Linked DNA regions of Cyprinus carpio: region 2 is linked to region 1. The links are chromatin contacts, called in public Hi-C maps. All regions are on one chromosome and are shown on one strand. Each heading gives the region's core, a stretch centred on a gene start, on an enhancer-like site or on the middle of the called end of the contact. The rest is flanking DNA. Distances are from core to core; before and after follow the strand shown. Region 1 overlaps map3k1 (mitogen-activated protein kinase kinase kinase 1). Region 2 holds the start of map3k1 (mitogen-activated protein kinase kinase kinase 1).

The links. Hi-C and Micro-C count contacts between places; a contact is called where the count stands out from the background.
Region 2: a Hi-C map of liver shows a contact between it and region 1, with 7 times the contacts expected there. The contact joins the promoter of map3k1 here to the enhancer-like site in region 1. A contact is called at or near these places in 7 of 8 Hi-C or Micro-C datasets (liver and skeletal muscle).

Annotation. Positions count from the first base shown.
Region 1 is chrB10:3,056,859-3,064,746 of ASM1834038v1, forward strand. map3k1 (mitogen-activated protein kinase kinase kinase 1) reads right to left here. Exons shown (of 20, transcript XM_042732111.1): 10 at 7,013-7,267; 11 at 3,593-3,712; 12 at 2,933-3,026; 13 at 2,343-2,535; 14 at 165-1,422. Among protein-coding and RNA genes, the nearest start is that of hmgcs1, 19 kb to the left of the region's middle. Within about 2 kb of position 5,128, at least 2 of the 8 cell types and tissues checked have an H3K27ac peak or open chromatin away from gene starts, as enhancers often do. A contact at or near this core is called in liver, where this site is marked.
Region 2 is chrB10:3,100,768-3,108,655 of ASM1834038v1, forward strand. It overlaps map3k1 (mitogen-activated protein kinase kinase kinase 1), which reads right to left and starts at 4,774. Exons shown (of 20, transcript XM_042732111.1): 1 at 4,316-4,774. The coding sequence starts at 4,734.

The DNA of each region.
Region 1 (7,888 bases), core at 3,878-6,377:
TTTAACCATTAGGCCACAACTGTCCCTATAATAGTAGATAAGGTACAACGTTGTCCTCTTAAGGGTACTGCTCCAGTGACATGTTCTGGTAAATTATTTTTGTGACAGTGTACAAACAATTCACCCTCATTTTTGGGCAAAGTTTACTATGATCATGCACTTACATCCACCTGAATAATGATCACGTCCTCTTCTTTCTCCACCTGTAACTGTGGGATGACAGGCAAGGCGTCTTGTGACTCAGACATGGCCATGATCACCGCCAGCGCCTCCTCTTCCTCAGCTTCCATCTTCTCCTTGCACTTCTGGTTCTGGGTCACGTCTTCGCTGTACGTGTCGTCGCTCGTGTTCGCCTGCTCTGGTGACAGCACCGCCACTTCAGACTGAAAGGTGACTGTGCTGTTTGCCGCGGGGATGGAGGTTTCCAACAGGTCCTCCATGCTGGAGCTGAGATCGGCCGAGGCGTCCAGACCGGGAATCTTCTCCTCCACTGGAGTGAATACCGAGTCCTCGCTGGGGATGAAAGCGGATCCGCCGCTGCAGACCACGTCGTCTCTGGACCGGATCTCCTGAAGGTCCAGTTTCATGTTGCTCTTCGATCCTGGGCTTAAAGCTTTAGCTCCTTCGGATGAGGCAGCGGGACAGGGGCGAGAGGGTCTGGGCCGGTGGATCTGACTTAGTGGTCGAGCTTGGGTAAACACGGGCGAAGGCAGCTTCTCCGGCTCCTTACAGACGCCTCCGTTTAGTCCCCTCTGCAGAGGCAACTTACACTGGGTATTCAGTGAGGACTGGGTGAGTTTGCTGGGCATAAAACTCTGTGGCAGGGCTTTGGGGTTTTCTGGAGGGAAGGCTGAGGCGTTGGCCATGGACAGAGAAGGAAGGTTTGGGGGTTGACCGGATGAGGGGGAGTTCAAACACTGACTCACGGGTCTGTTTCGGGGTTGAACGGGGGGCTTTGGAAACTCAGCAGGGCTTGTGACGACGTTTGAGAGTCTCTCTGTTATATCGTCCACAGGAGCAGAACTGGCTTGACCTGAAAGCGCCACCTTGGCGGTGGGCTGCTGTAGATCAGGGGTGGGAGAGCTTCTTTCGGTCGTGCACGGGGAGTTATGGGGGGCTGCAGGTCCGAGGAAAGCGCTGGAGTGGGAACTGTGCCCAGTCTGTAGGTCGTCTAGTCCCAGATGGATGGCGTCCAGGATGTCCATCTCCTCTGCGATGGCCAGGAGACGCCGGCGCATGCGGGTGTAGTGAGTGGAGCTGGTGATGTTGAGCATGTCCAGGAGCTTAACGAAGACATGAGGCACACGCGCTACCATACGAGCGGCGCTCAGGAAGACCCGGCGAGAGAGTTTACCCACCATGGAGTGAGAGTTATCGATGGACTGCAGCGCGAAACTCAGAAGAGGCAGCAGCTTCTGATACCTACAAAGTCAAAACAAATGCAAAATTTTGAGTAAAGGACCTTGCATAAAGAGGGTGCAAACCGGTTTCCCTTTACTTTTTAGTTCAGAAACTGATGTCTAATCAGATTACTTATTCCAAGTAACTAGTAAAGTAATGCAATACTTTTACATTTACAACAAAATATCTGAGTTACTTTTTAAAAATTTTTTTTTTTTTTAAGTTTTTTCAAAACTTTTTTGTTGTCTGATACATAAGGCATACAAAACGTGAGTTTTGCAGTCATCATCTGATTGGTGGAATACTATCGGTTTATCGGTAGAAGTGTGTGTCCCTTTCTTTAGCCCTATTCGGACTGGATTAGTTTTATGGGGTAATGTAATTTTACCACAGGACGTCTGTAATATTACAATTCGCACGGGATTAGAAATCTCAGTAAAACTATCAGAAGTGGGAGGGGTAACCGGGTCATGTGTGTTTTACATTACTTCCTGAATGAGATATTTTTGTACATGTGCAAACACGCAACATGGCGCCAACGAGAAAAACTTGAAATTGGACCAGGGAGGAAACACCGTTTAATTTTAGAAGCATCGACTTTGATTGGCTGCTTTAAACATCGGTCACACAGCCATTTGGGCGGCCTTAGCCAATCAAAGCTGCTTTGGGTTTAATTTTTGATGTTTTGTGTTTGTTTGGCTGTTTTAGACTAAGGTTAAATCTACAATCCTGATACTTGTTCTGGAACACATTTTTTTAATTAAAATGTATTGTTTTAATTTAATTTTTTTTTTTTTTTTATTTTTATTTTTTGAGTTTAATGTAATGACTTATTTATAAAAATGTGTTTACAGGGTTGCAAAAATGATAAACTTTTATAATAGTTCATATTAAATAAATTAAGAACAGAAGCACAGTAAGATTTGGATGCATTTCTGTACCTCTCCACAACGTTTTGGGCCTGGTTGCAGTCTCCACCAGATACGATATGAGGGTAGAATTCAGCAGGAAACTCCAGTAAGAGCCTGTCGATCAGACACAGCCGACCCAGCAGTGCTTGCCAGTTATTGGCCTCCGTTTTAGAGCCCAAGATACAGTTCAGGACATAGTCAACTCCACCAATACCAATAGAGCCTGATGGACAATCAGAGATGAAAACATCTTTATTTAAATATTACAGAGAGAAAGAGAAGAAAAGAATGCCTGCAAAAAGGAACAGTTCCTTAAAAACTCATTACTCATTCCAAACCTGTGTTTTAAAGTACTATTTTATACAAGGCATTTATAATAGCTTCATGAGAGGTATACTTATTATTCACTATAAATCTTCTACCATGTCTGTGACAGGTCTTGGCATACACAAGTAAGATTTTGAGTGCTATGGTGGAGTGTCAATAACAAATGTAAGCTTCCCGTTTCTCACACAAAGCTAATGTATATGTGAATCACGATTTGCATACTTATGCAGTATTCTACGTGGTATACTTATGCTCGTAATATACAGTGTGAAAGTGTGGAATATGATTTGTACCTGCTTTGAGGATTTCTCTTCCCACAGCGAGCTCCCCCATCTGCCCTTTGCACAGTTCCAGCAGAGTGGAGACGGACAGCTGACTGGTGCGACTACAAGCACAAAAAACACACACACACTCAGTTAACTCACTCCAAAAGAGCTTTCAAAGTAAACAACAATGTGAGGCCTTTTTCTGAACTGATATAGGGTGAATTCTTTTTCTGAACAGAGATAATATTGCAAATAAGTCTGATACTTGCTCATAAAAAAAAGCAGAATTGAAAAATATTAGTGTGTGGTGATGCCCACAACAAAGAAAGATTATAAAAGACAACCATTATTACCTTTAGAATAACACGCACACCTAAATCATTCACAATTAGACCAGGAAGATGTGTGGTGGAGCAATTAGTACACATTTTGATTTCATATTAAAAATCTTAAAAAAAAAAAAAAAAATTAATAAATAAAAAATATATATATATTATATAATAATAATTTCAGCACTTCAGCAAACACTAAAATGTATTATTCAACTGTGTTTGTTACAGCGCCTGGCCACTAGGTGGTGATAGCTTGTTAACTTCAGACCAGGGCGTTTGTCTATTAGTTTGTTCATTTTTTTTTTGTTTGTTGTAAAATTTGATCTATGTCATATCTTTTGTTAGGTGTTTTGATGTTAGCGTCTGCACACTTGAGCAGGATGGTCTCCACCACGGGCCGCAGCAGCTGCTGTAATCGCGTCCGCTCGGACACAGAGTGACAGGGGGTGTAGACCAGCATCGCTCGCAGGGTTTTCTGAAACAAACAACAACTCTTAACATGGATCAACACAAGCAAAAACAAACAATGTTGCCATGTTCAGGACTGTGGCTTGTGTTGTGGCTTCTCTAGTCTTCAGTTTAAGTTTTCTGTTGCTTTAGCCTCATGACCCAAAGAGAGTTGTGCAATTAGCTGAAATATTGAAAGTGCATATAAATTAGCTGCTGTTCTAAACAAAAAGTAGCTTTAAGGGTTTTCTGCCAAAATAAAAGCTTAATCATTTAACATTTAAAAACTATGAATTGGTCACTTTCTTTTAAGGTCTAATTCTCGCTATAAACAAACCATTAACTACGACTTTTGCCTCAAACTCCTAATTAGCTGCTTATTAATAGTTAGTTAGGTAGTTGTTAGGTTTAGGTATTGGGTATGATTAGAGATGTAGAATATGCTCATGCAGAATATGTGCTTTATAAACACTAATAAACAGATAATGTTTTAATAATAGGCATGCTACTAAACAACTAAACTATTAAACTATTAAAACAACAACTATTATTATACTCATTTTACATTTAACATTAAATTACAACATTTTTGGCCTAATTGCAGAGCCCTACCAACAAGTACAGCAAACATGGAGCTTTTATTAAAAAACAATGACAACAACATTAAATAAATCACAATAATCCGAAAAATCTCAGTTAATTTTTAAATTCCAAAACATGCAGCCATACACGGAGCATAATATTTGTTTAGTTTTGAGTGCTAAGTTTCTAAAGGTTTCTTCAAGTCACACAACCTGGTTAACTTGCCTAGCTTTTACAAAGTGACTTGTAATTGACATCAGCAATAAAAGAGTTAAGTGGTAGTTAAGTTTTGAAAGTTGATAAGCCTCTTTACTATGTTAGCCTACACACACAAGTATATGTTCAGCTGTATTTTATTATTTGCATGAACACTGCGGTCAGGACAAGGCTGTGATGCTCCAGTCTAGAAGCACTGGACTCTACACCAACAGTGCAGTACAGTGAGTGTGAGAAACGGTTCACCCTGACCCGACTCCAGAGAGAGCTGGGAGTGGTGACTGATAGCACATCGCACTGGAGCGCGGCCCGGCATTGATTAACCCACCATACACTCCCTCCTGAAAACAAACACATTCTACCGCCTACACACTCACACAACACTAAAGGCTCAAATAATGCTCTTCTCCCTGCAAAAAAAGAACTCCAAGTCAAGAATAAATAGTGAAACGTGACATTTTAACTCGCCGCATTTAATACATAAGCAGACTTCAGATAAACGTCACTATGCTGTAGTGTTTACAGAGCAGTCTAACACAAGGTAACATCCCGAAAGCTTTAGTCTGTAGTATTTTTAGTTCATAGAGATGGCCCTCTTTTTGGTGCGTGTTCTAGGAACACAGGAAAACTGCTGGAAAGCCCCGAAAAGACAAAACGCTTGTTGTTTTTTTCATAGAGGCGGCTCACTGGAGCACAGAGCCCGAGGGAAAAACACCATCCCAGAAGTCCAAGCAGCAAGAGCTATTGTTTTTTTGTTGTTTTTTTAAAGGAAGAGAAATAGGTTAAGAGACAAAGAAAAAAGAAACCTTTCTTTTCCAGCTTCAGTCTGAGGATCCCCGCTGTTTCCAGACTTCCTGGTTTGAAGTGAACTTTAAAACTAGCCAGCGTGGTTTGTTGCACTTTAGAACTCAGTACGGTTCTGATAACCTCCGATCAAAGTTGACCAAAGGGAAAAAACTTATCTAGACTGCTTTTATATCTAGCAGAAATACATGGATATCAGCCAGAACAAAAATGAACATTTTGGCAAAAGTTAAAAAAAGCATTAATGGCCTGATTTCTGTTTTATTTCTTGGGAATTTTGTCATTTTTCTATTGGCTGAACAGTGTTAATGATAAAGTTTTAAGTTTAGTTTAGCTTTCTAAATACTGTAAGCCATTTTTCATCTCATGAGTATGACAGCCTCAAAGTGATCGGGAGTATTTGTTTGTGGTGCACTAAGTGAAGAGCATCAATGGTTTCTATTTACATGTTTTTGAAGCATAAAGATTGCACTTTATGTACAATTTCTTTATATTGTTACCTTTAAATAAATATATTATAAATGCTTCTTTTGTGTTTATTTGCTAGAAAACAGAAAGTGAATGCTATGTATAGATATTTTCTAATTAGATTAAAATTATTTGTTTAAATTAGGTTTAATAAGATTATTTTTAGAAATAAACAATGTACTTCATAACAACAATCTTGTCTTTCGTGGGTGACAAACAAAAGCAAATATATTTAAATACATTTCGAATATAGTAAAAATGTGGAGAAATAGAGATTTTTAGCTATATCATCCAGCCCAGTTTGGATGTGTCCTTGGCATGATGGAGATCAACTGGACTGTACTCTACAGAGCAGGACTTTTCTGAATGTGCCTCAATTAAGACCAGCTCACGCAAACATCCACATTAGCGCTTAAAAACTGAATTCGACAAAGCTAAAGACAAAAGGGTACCAAGACAATGTTTTGACGCGAGACTACTTTAACCTGATGACTGTAGGAGCTCTTGGTGAAGAGTTGGTGCAGTATTGTGCAATTTCCTTCCCAGCACTGTGCAATCTCTCTATGATCATAACAGAAGCATCACGCTGTAAGCGTCTCATGTGACTGAAGTGTACACATGATCACAGCAGCGGTCAGACATGTGAAACACTGGTCAAGGGAGAACGCATGTGACAGCACTTCACCAGTCAGCATGCACGACACTTGGGCATAATAAAGACTGGAGCATTTGAATAATAAAGACTTCTGCTTCACATAAGTGCTTAAACAACTCCGAAAGCACGTACGCTATGCATGTAACCTGAGATGTAGCGCATGAAACCAGTGCAGCCTGATTAATGCACACACTGATTCATTGTCATGTCTAACAGGCAATGTGCTATTGTACTACTGTACAATACAGTATTGTTGTGATGTTTTTGTATTTTGACACTATTTATATGTGTCCTAAATCTGCCTTTAGATCAGGGATTCTTGCAGGTTTGATGAAGGTAAATTTAAGACTTTTTAAAGAGCTTTTTAAGAGCAAGTAAAGAAAATTATTTGTACTGGAAATCAACAATACTGAGCAAGATATACATTTTTCACTTCATGCAACATTAAATGCCATGACTTCCTGAATTTAAGTCTTCCTGCTCTGATTGAAGTCTTTTAAGGCATTAATTTGCAGAAGGGTGGATTAAGACGTGCAGAAACCCTGCCACACACTTTAGCAGAGGCAAGGGTGGTGTCAAGAATACAGAGGTGTAGCATCTCACCAGTGCTGCCACATAGACTTTGTAGACGGGGTCAGCGCAGACCATGGAGAGCACGCTACAGCAGGACTCCACCACCACGTCTCCGGACACCTCCCCTGCAGCTGTCCCAAGCCCCGCACCCGCCCCGGCCAATGAATGCTCGCCATTGGCTAAGAGGAGGGCGCCGCTCACGTCATGTGACAGCCGCCGAAGAGCCATTTCTCTGATGTTCCAGTTTCGGGAAAAGAGACAGCCGACCAACTCCAAACCAAACACCTGAGAGAGAGCATGAACACACAAAACCACACAGAGGAAGTCAGCCGGACAGTCATGCCAACGGTGATAACAAAATAGAACAGTAAGAATAAAAATTTTCTTGCAGCGTGACATTTTCATGACCATTAAGAACTAAAAACCATCATAACGTATACTTATAAGTTCACTTTTTTTTTTTTTTTTTTTTGCATTACAGGAATGAGAATTTAGATGAAAACACAAGTCAAGCAGGTCAGTTTATGTGAGATGATCTTTAATAAGTAGTGAGTTTTGTAAATATTGATGGCCGGCAATTATTTTTATGGCCAATAATTAAATCAATCCCGTTCTGTCCATCCAAAACGAAATCATTTACTCACCATAATGTTTTCTGTAACCTGCAGGACTGACTGACTTCTGTGGAGCACAGAAGATATTTTGAAGAATGTTGGTAACCAAACCGTTTCAGTTCCCACTGACATTAATTTTTATGCTCATACAATGGAAGTCAATGGGGACTGAAACTGGTTACCAACATTCTTCAAAATATCTTCTTTTATGTTCCATAAAAGAAAGAAAGGCATACATGTTTACATACAAACAACATATGGTTGAGTAACTGACAGAATTATAATTTTTGGC
Region 2 (7,888 bases), core at 3,524-6,023, 44 kb after region 1:
AGCGCTTCAGAGTTTCACTCTCCATCAAGCGATCTGTGCTGTTTTTCAGTTCATCTGAATGGATGTGCAGCGCACCTGTATTTGACGCACCATAAACTCTAGTGTGAAGGCACACCACTCGCAGTCGCTTTGTTTCATACACACGCAGAGAAATTGACGCGCTGCATTTTAACGATATTCTTTGATGTAATGCGCAAACAGCAATCTCATTGGCTGGCACTCACCTATTATCGTCATCCCTGTTTTGATTTCAGCAAATTAGTTTCGCAATAATGTTAAAGTGCGAACGCACAAAACCTGATTAATATTCATGAATCCAGCAGCTCATTTAATACGCATTAATCCTTAGTAGTTTTTTGTTTGTTTTTTTATTTATTATTAGTATTCGTTTGTGCGTTTTATAATTAATATTCTACTTATTAGTAGAATTTGTGCAAACGGCAATCCCATTGGCTGGCGCTCACCTATTTTGTTAGTTTTTTGGTAATTTTTTCCCCAATTTTTTTTTTTTAACAGAAAAACTTCTGTATAGCAAAAAAAAAAAAAAAATTAAAAAAATCACTCTGGCGAGTAAACTAAAAAATTTACTAGCCAATGGTGATTCAATTGCCAAGGTGTTCGTAGAGGGTTGTGTGAGAATGTTTTTTTTGTGCAAGACGTGTAAAGAGCACTACCTCTGTTCTGTCCCTTTTATATTTATATATAATAAGTTTCCTCAAACAGAGTACTAGCAATAGGTGTGAACAGGCCTTTACTCAGACAGAAATGTATGTTCTAGTACAGAAAACACTACAAGAACACTAAATGTATCCTCTATAAGTGAAGCGTAAGACTGCAATAAACGCAATTTTAAGAAGTGTCACATTTCACACTCAAACACCACTGAGACACTCCCTCAGCGAGCGTTTAGGTCGCCACATGCACCCTAGATCTTTATTTTAGCCTGCCGCGGACTCCCACGAGAGGCTATATTTGTCACAATAAAGCTCCAGAGGACCTCATGAGTCTTTGGGAGTCTACTTACAAGCATGAGCTCGTCGAGTGGACATTTCCAACCGGAAGAATGCCAGTCAAGAGCGTGTTTGAGGAGCGCCAGCTCAGCACTAAAGTCATTCTGGCCCCAGATGTTGGTCTGTTGCTAATTTGAGGGCAGCCCCGGAAAGGTCAGTTTTAGAGCTCTGACAGGCCACCATTAACAGAGACAGGCCAATGAATCACATGCTTTTTATAGGACACAAACGAAACATTAGACACTTCACCAAACCAAAACGTGTTGCATAAATCACACAAAATGTGTTTTACCTGCTAAGAAAACCTGGTCTGAACATTCAGTGTTTCACAAAATAATAATAGTATCGTCTCCAGCATTGGATAGCCATCTAGAGTGGTCAAAGCCCTGCCACATCCGCTGGAAACGCAAACAAATTAATTACGATTATGTGAGCTGGGAACACCCAATGGAAGCACACAACTGTGTCAAGCACACAGGAATCTCCAGACCCCTGCGCAGACACACCGGACAGCGCTGGAAAACCACGCCGCTGTTTCACAATGTCAAGCTCCGATTGCATGTCTGCTGAGAAATATTAAGCAATTCAGTCCGCATTCACAAATGACATAACGAATGACTACTGTAATAAATCACATTTAATATTCCAAGGTCTTTGGAAATCATCTAGATCTGGAAGAAAGTTTGCTGCAACAAATGTAAACAAAAATCATAAGGGCCTATTTGCATTTTTCACTTTGTGCATTTTCTCTGATCCAGTTTGTTAAAACGCTTCTGTTTACACTTCGCCACATAAATATAAATCAGTGTTTCAATACCCACGCTATTTGCAAATTCAACAGAGTTGAGTTGCAGATGCATGCACGAGCCTCAAACTACCTCCTGAAGAGGTTTGTACGATCAGACTACAATCTGCGTTTCGAAACACCATCCAGTCAAAAAAATGCATGGAGTGGCCAAGCGTAGACCCAAAGTCACGCTGCCTTAAGGTTTTCTCTGCGAGCTCAGCTGTCAAGCCATTATTAATCTTTGTATAATATGGACCCCCAATGTCACTTTTTTTTTTCCATGTTTCAATACGTCCACCTGCCCCACTAAGACAATATCAGCCAGGCTGATTCCCACAAAAAGTCTAAACATTGTGTCTATGTGGCATCAAAACATTACTGTGTTTGTTTGAGAATCCCAACCAGCCCGACACAGCAATACCAGCTCAACCAACTGTGAGTTTGGAGCAGAAGAATTCAATTTGCCGTCTAATAAAAAACTGGCAGAGTGTTTAGGAAACCAGTTCGAAAACAACCATTATTATATTTTATTTTGGTGCCGACAGTGGTGTATAACGTTCACACTTTCTTACGTTTAACAATCAAAAACAGCTCAAGGAGATGCACTGATCTCTCTATGAAAACATTTTCAGCGGATGAGTTGTCCTACTATTACTCAAGAGAACATCTGCTTCAACAGCAGTGTCAGAAACAGGCACGGTTCAACACCTGTTGTTCTCATCAGGACTGTGTCACCTGTAACAGTGACTCCAGGACACATGAACACACAATGACTGATGCTCCTGTTCTCACCTGAGGGGAACAGTGGTAAATGAATAAGCTCAGTGACGTAAAACATTGGTTTGGAGTCACTGTCAATCCCTTTATAGCTCAGAAACACCAAAGAGACAGAGGATAAAACTGGAAAAACAACCAGGCTAATTAAAGGTAACACCATGTGACTAACCATACCCTTTAACCCTTTTGCTTTATTCACATTTAAACATCAATATCTCAAATTTAAACATCTCATGCACTGGTTATTTATATAGTTAATAATGTAACAGGAAATAACAAGCATTAAACTAGTCTTGTCAAATGATTAATCATGATTGATTGCATCCAAAATAAGTTTTTGTTTACATAATATATGTGTGTGTGTGTGTAATGGGTATATTTATTATGTATATAAATAAACACATATATTTAGCAAATATTTACATGTATATATTCATATTAAATATATGTAAACGTAAAATTTTTCTTAAATGTATACATGCATGCGCGTGCATTTACATAATGAATATACACAGTACAAACACATATATGATATACACAAAAACTTCTATTTTGGATGTAATCAGGTGACAGCACTATCTCACGTAAGAGTTGTGTGTGCTCAGAAGAGACTTTAGTAACTCTCAAGTATTATCCTGGAAAACCGAGCTCACAAAGGCATGCATTTTTTTTTCTCCAGCAGTTTTTTTAGGTTTCAGGTTTAGGTTCATCTCTCATTATCTTTACAGTCTCAAAGCCTGCAGCTCATATTGCAGCAAATCCTGCGCTTGCAGTCTTCCAGCTGAAAACAACTGCCAGTCAACCAGCAGACGCTCATGAAATTCACACATCATCATAACACAGAGCTGAACATGAGACTCGGGCTCCGACAGCACACTCGAATATGAACTGAACATATGCAACATTAGAAACACACACGTGACCCTGAATCACAAAACCTGTCATAAGGCTCAATTTTTGAAAATTAGATTTGTACATCATCTAAAAGCAGAATAAATAAGCTTTCCATTGATGTATAGTTTCTTAGGAAAATAAGACAAGATTTGGCTGAGATACAACTATTTGAAAATCTGGAATCTGAGGAAGCAAAAAAATCTTAATTACTGAGAAAATCGCCTTTAAAGTTGTCCAAATGAAAACTAATCAATTTTTGACACTAATCAAAAATTATTTTTTTAAATATTTACGATAGTAAATCCACAAAATATCTTCATGGAATATGATATTTACTTAATATTCTAATGATTTTTGGCATGAAAGAAAAATTGATAATTTTGACCCATACAATATATTGTTGTCTATTGTACTTATGACTTTATAACGACAACGATATACAAATAAGCAAAACATAAAGGGGAAAATATACAATCAGATGTGTGTTTGTCAGCTAACGTACGTTTTTTCAAACAACTTTTTTAAACCAAGTCGTGAGCGTTAAATTAGATATCGGTTTATTTGTAAACTTTTAACTAGTTTAGCCTGCACTTTTAAACGGTTCTTTCAGAAAAGCAAAAATAAAGAAACCGTTGGAGATTTTTTAAATCGCCTGAGTTATAACTGTCACTTTCAGTGAGACTGTATTCAGTTTCTCACACTTAATCTTTCACACACATAAGTTACCAAACAAGGAGCTCTGTCCGAGAGAAGTTTAGCTAACGTTATATCGCTAACGTGTAAAGTTTCTCCAAATGCATCTTACGACAGAAACGCGTCTGAAGAAGAGTTTGGGGGTTATTTTTACCTGTTGTGTGAAGCGTTCACGTCCGCAGCAGTCCCTCCATGATCAGCGCCTGGACTCTCGCTGCTCTTTAAAGAGCTCCTCGTCCATTCCTGAGCACTGGGACACGGGTTATCGCTGGTTTTCTCTGCGAGCGGCGGCTCGGCGAGGCTCTGCTGCAGTAATGCGGTCTGGATCGAGCCGGGACCGGACACCGTGAGGAGGTGCAGCGCTGCGGTCCCGCTCTCGCATTTATCCAGATCCACGCTCCTCACCTTCCGCCTCCACTGCGAACTCTCCCCGGGATTTCTCTTCACTTTCCCGCTGCTGTTCGAAAGTGTAGAGCCGCTGGAACTGTCCTGAAGTCCGTTCCCGACGCTTGTGCCGCTACTGGAGTCTAATAATCCGCCTAACGACAACGTCCGGCTCCCCGCCGTCGCCATTTTCTGTCCTGAATTTTTGCCACTTAATAGACTCTATGAGAGAGGGAGTGGCGGGAATCTGTGGGAGGATGAGAGGGAGGGGCGTCCGGGTCGATGGGCGGAGTCGTCTGCAAAAAGTGGGAAGGGCTAAAGGGAAGGGACTCCTTTGGGAAATTACCTGCTACGTGCAGTGTCACAGAAATTAAAGGGGTCTTGATCTTTTGAAATTTATGTCGCAATCTATGAAATCATACTGTAACAATTTTTCAGAACTCAAAACTCCCAGTCCAAAGACAATAGTTTATTTATTTATTCGGGTTATTATTAGTATTACTATGTCAAAAAATTTCGACACAATATGTCCAGACATCACCTCAACAAGCTTAATGACTTGAAGTATCACTGAAGTATCAAAACTACAATGAAGGAGGGACCCAAGAGTCAATATGAAGTCTTGGAAGTGGCCTCTTTTGACCAGAACTTAAGAAAACCAATTAAGAAACCAATTAGCAACACATTAAAAAGTACCGTAGTAATCTTTAAACAGCTCTGGAAACCCAGTATGCCATGTTGATGTGATTTTGGTAACAAAAAAATAAATAAAATAAAAATAAAAATATACAAATATATATTTTAGACATTAGACATTTAGTCATTTAGCAGACGCTTTTATCCAAAGCGACTTATATTTTAACTTACTGACAAAGACAGAAAATATTTATAGCAATAAATAAAACAAAATGAAGAATAAAAAAAAAATGCATGCGTGTCATAGAGATTTATGGGAAATGTAGTTTTGTTGCGCATGTCAACTCATGAGCAGTCTATTTATGTTATCAAATGTTATCATTATTGGTCATCACCATTATATGAATTGTATACACCTACTGTAAAGTTCAGGAAAAAAGTTTAAATGAAATACAGAGTTTAAAAGAAAATTTGACATAATCACAGCATTCATGTGCGCTCATGAATACAATAATTCAAAGAAGTATAAGCTTTAAAAAACAGAATTGCCCACAATTACACATCAGCAAAAGTGGCCCATCTAATTAAAACGAGCAGTGAGAAGTTAGTAGGTTACTTTAGAATTGTAGGATACTTTTATTCCTATTCATCAAAAGAAGAAGAAGATAATGACATAAGCATCATATGAAAGAGGAAAGATGCTTTGTGTAGCACCTAAGGCTCTGCACACACTTCTGAAGCTCCTAAGGCTAAATTTAGGTTTGTTAAATTTGTCATTTATGATGGCACTTGATGTCTGGCTTTAACAGTCAGAGATCAATAAACAATTTCAAAGCAGTGTGTACTTGCAAAAACTATATGTCAGGCAGGCACTTAAATCTGCTCCGGCTCCATCACTGCTGCAATGACTGAAAAAATCCTGAAAAACAGGGCACAATAAGTGTATTCATATGAATAGATTTTCCATGTTATTTATTTGATTTTGATTTTTTTTTAAAACAGTGATCATTACAAGTGGTTTTTATTTAAAAAAAAAAAAAAAAAAAAACCTTGGGATTTAAACACAAATGCATTCATTTTCCGGGTAGATCTGACCATTCAGAGGGTTTCCATCCCTCATGGGAAGCCTCCTTTCGCTATCTGGTGTATAGTCTTAATTGTTCTGGCACAGGGCAGAAGCTACGCACGCAGTTAATATTACAAACACTGTACATCACTTTGATGGGCCGAGATGTTAAACTGCTGTGCTGTATGACATGTGAAAGAGTGTTCAACCGATTTAATCAACAACATCTGAACATTTACCTAATTATTTGACTGGATTACACTTAGAATGTTATTTCTCTCATATCTCCCCTCAATAAGAGCACTTTAACCAAGAAAACTTACCATTATCTTACCATTGTTTCATTTTTAATTCATCAACAAAACCTCTGGAAAATCAATGAAAAACACAGTTACACAAGACATAATCCTGACACCAACCAAGTGTGCTTTAGTTTAAATCATGACAAGAGATGTAATTATTTAAAACATACTTCAAAGTGAAACTTTTAAATAGATAATATTACAAAAACTTGTGTGTATTAAGAAGCAGTCATGAAAGTCTAAGTGACCTTACAATATATGTATATTATGTATATTATATTATTTGCCATTTCTAAAAATATATATATTTTTTATTATTTTAAAGAACACTATTAAGTGCACATTCAGTAAATGAAAAACACTTTCACAAGAGTATGCTTCATGTAGTATTATTTTTAAAGAAAAAACACATAGTAACTCCACTTTATGGAACAGAAAACATATATTTAGAAGATAAATGCATTTTTTTTCTGGGTTTGAAAATCATGGTTCAATTGAATGTACATGTATTTTTTGTCTGAACTGCAAGCAGTGTAAAATCACTGCAATCAGCAAAATAGGTTTTTGAAAGCAGAAGTCCTGTTGGTTGAGGACCGGTTTAGGGCGAGGGCTGCGGCACGGAGGAAGCAATTTCCTGTTCAAGTAGATTCACTCCATCAGTAAGCGCTATTCTTAGCCAGTCAGGCTTCCTGCAGCTTCTGCATTTCCTGCTCACGTTGACCACAACACAAAGTATTTCTGCCTCAACGTGTGCAGTGTCAGCACTACTGATCTCAAGTGTGGGTCAAACAAAATGAGAAAGACAAAAATGGTGAGTGATGAATAAAATAACGGTGCAAGAAAAAAGCATAGGCCTAAAAGTCCTTTATAGAGATTTCAGTTCAGGAGCATTCTTTGCACATTGAACATACTTTGCTGCTTTTTACTGGTAAAGTTAAAGATTGAGTCTTATTTAATGCCAAGTGAGAGATTAGAGAAAATCATGCTTAATTTCAACAAGTACAATAAAATTCTATTGCAGCAAAAGTAAACGAGATGAAAGACTTCCTGCACAGAAGTGCACATGACATTTGAAAGCTACTGCAGAGGGGAAATTGCACTAGGCACTGATGTACTTGCTTACTGGTGTAAGTTTGTTTTAATAAAGTCTGCATTAAATAAAAATGGACACATTAATGCATGAAAAGTTTCTTAATGCATGATAATCCTTTTGTGAGTGATTCATCTGTTCATGCATCTTTTATTATTATTGTTGTATTTTTAATGGTATAATTTGACTTCTCTCTGCTGATGTATCTGAGGACATGCATGCTGCAGTTTAGCCAAGTTCTGCTTCAAA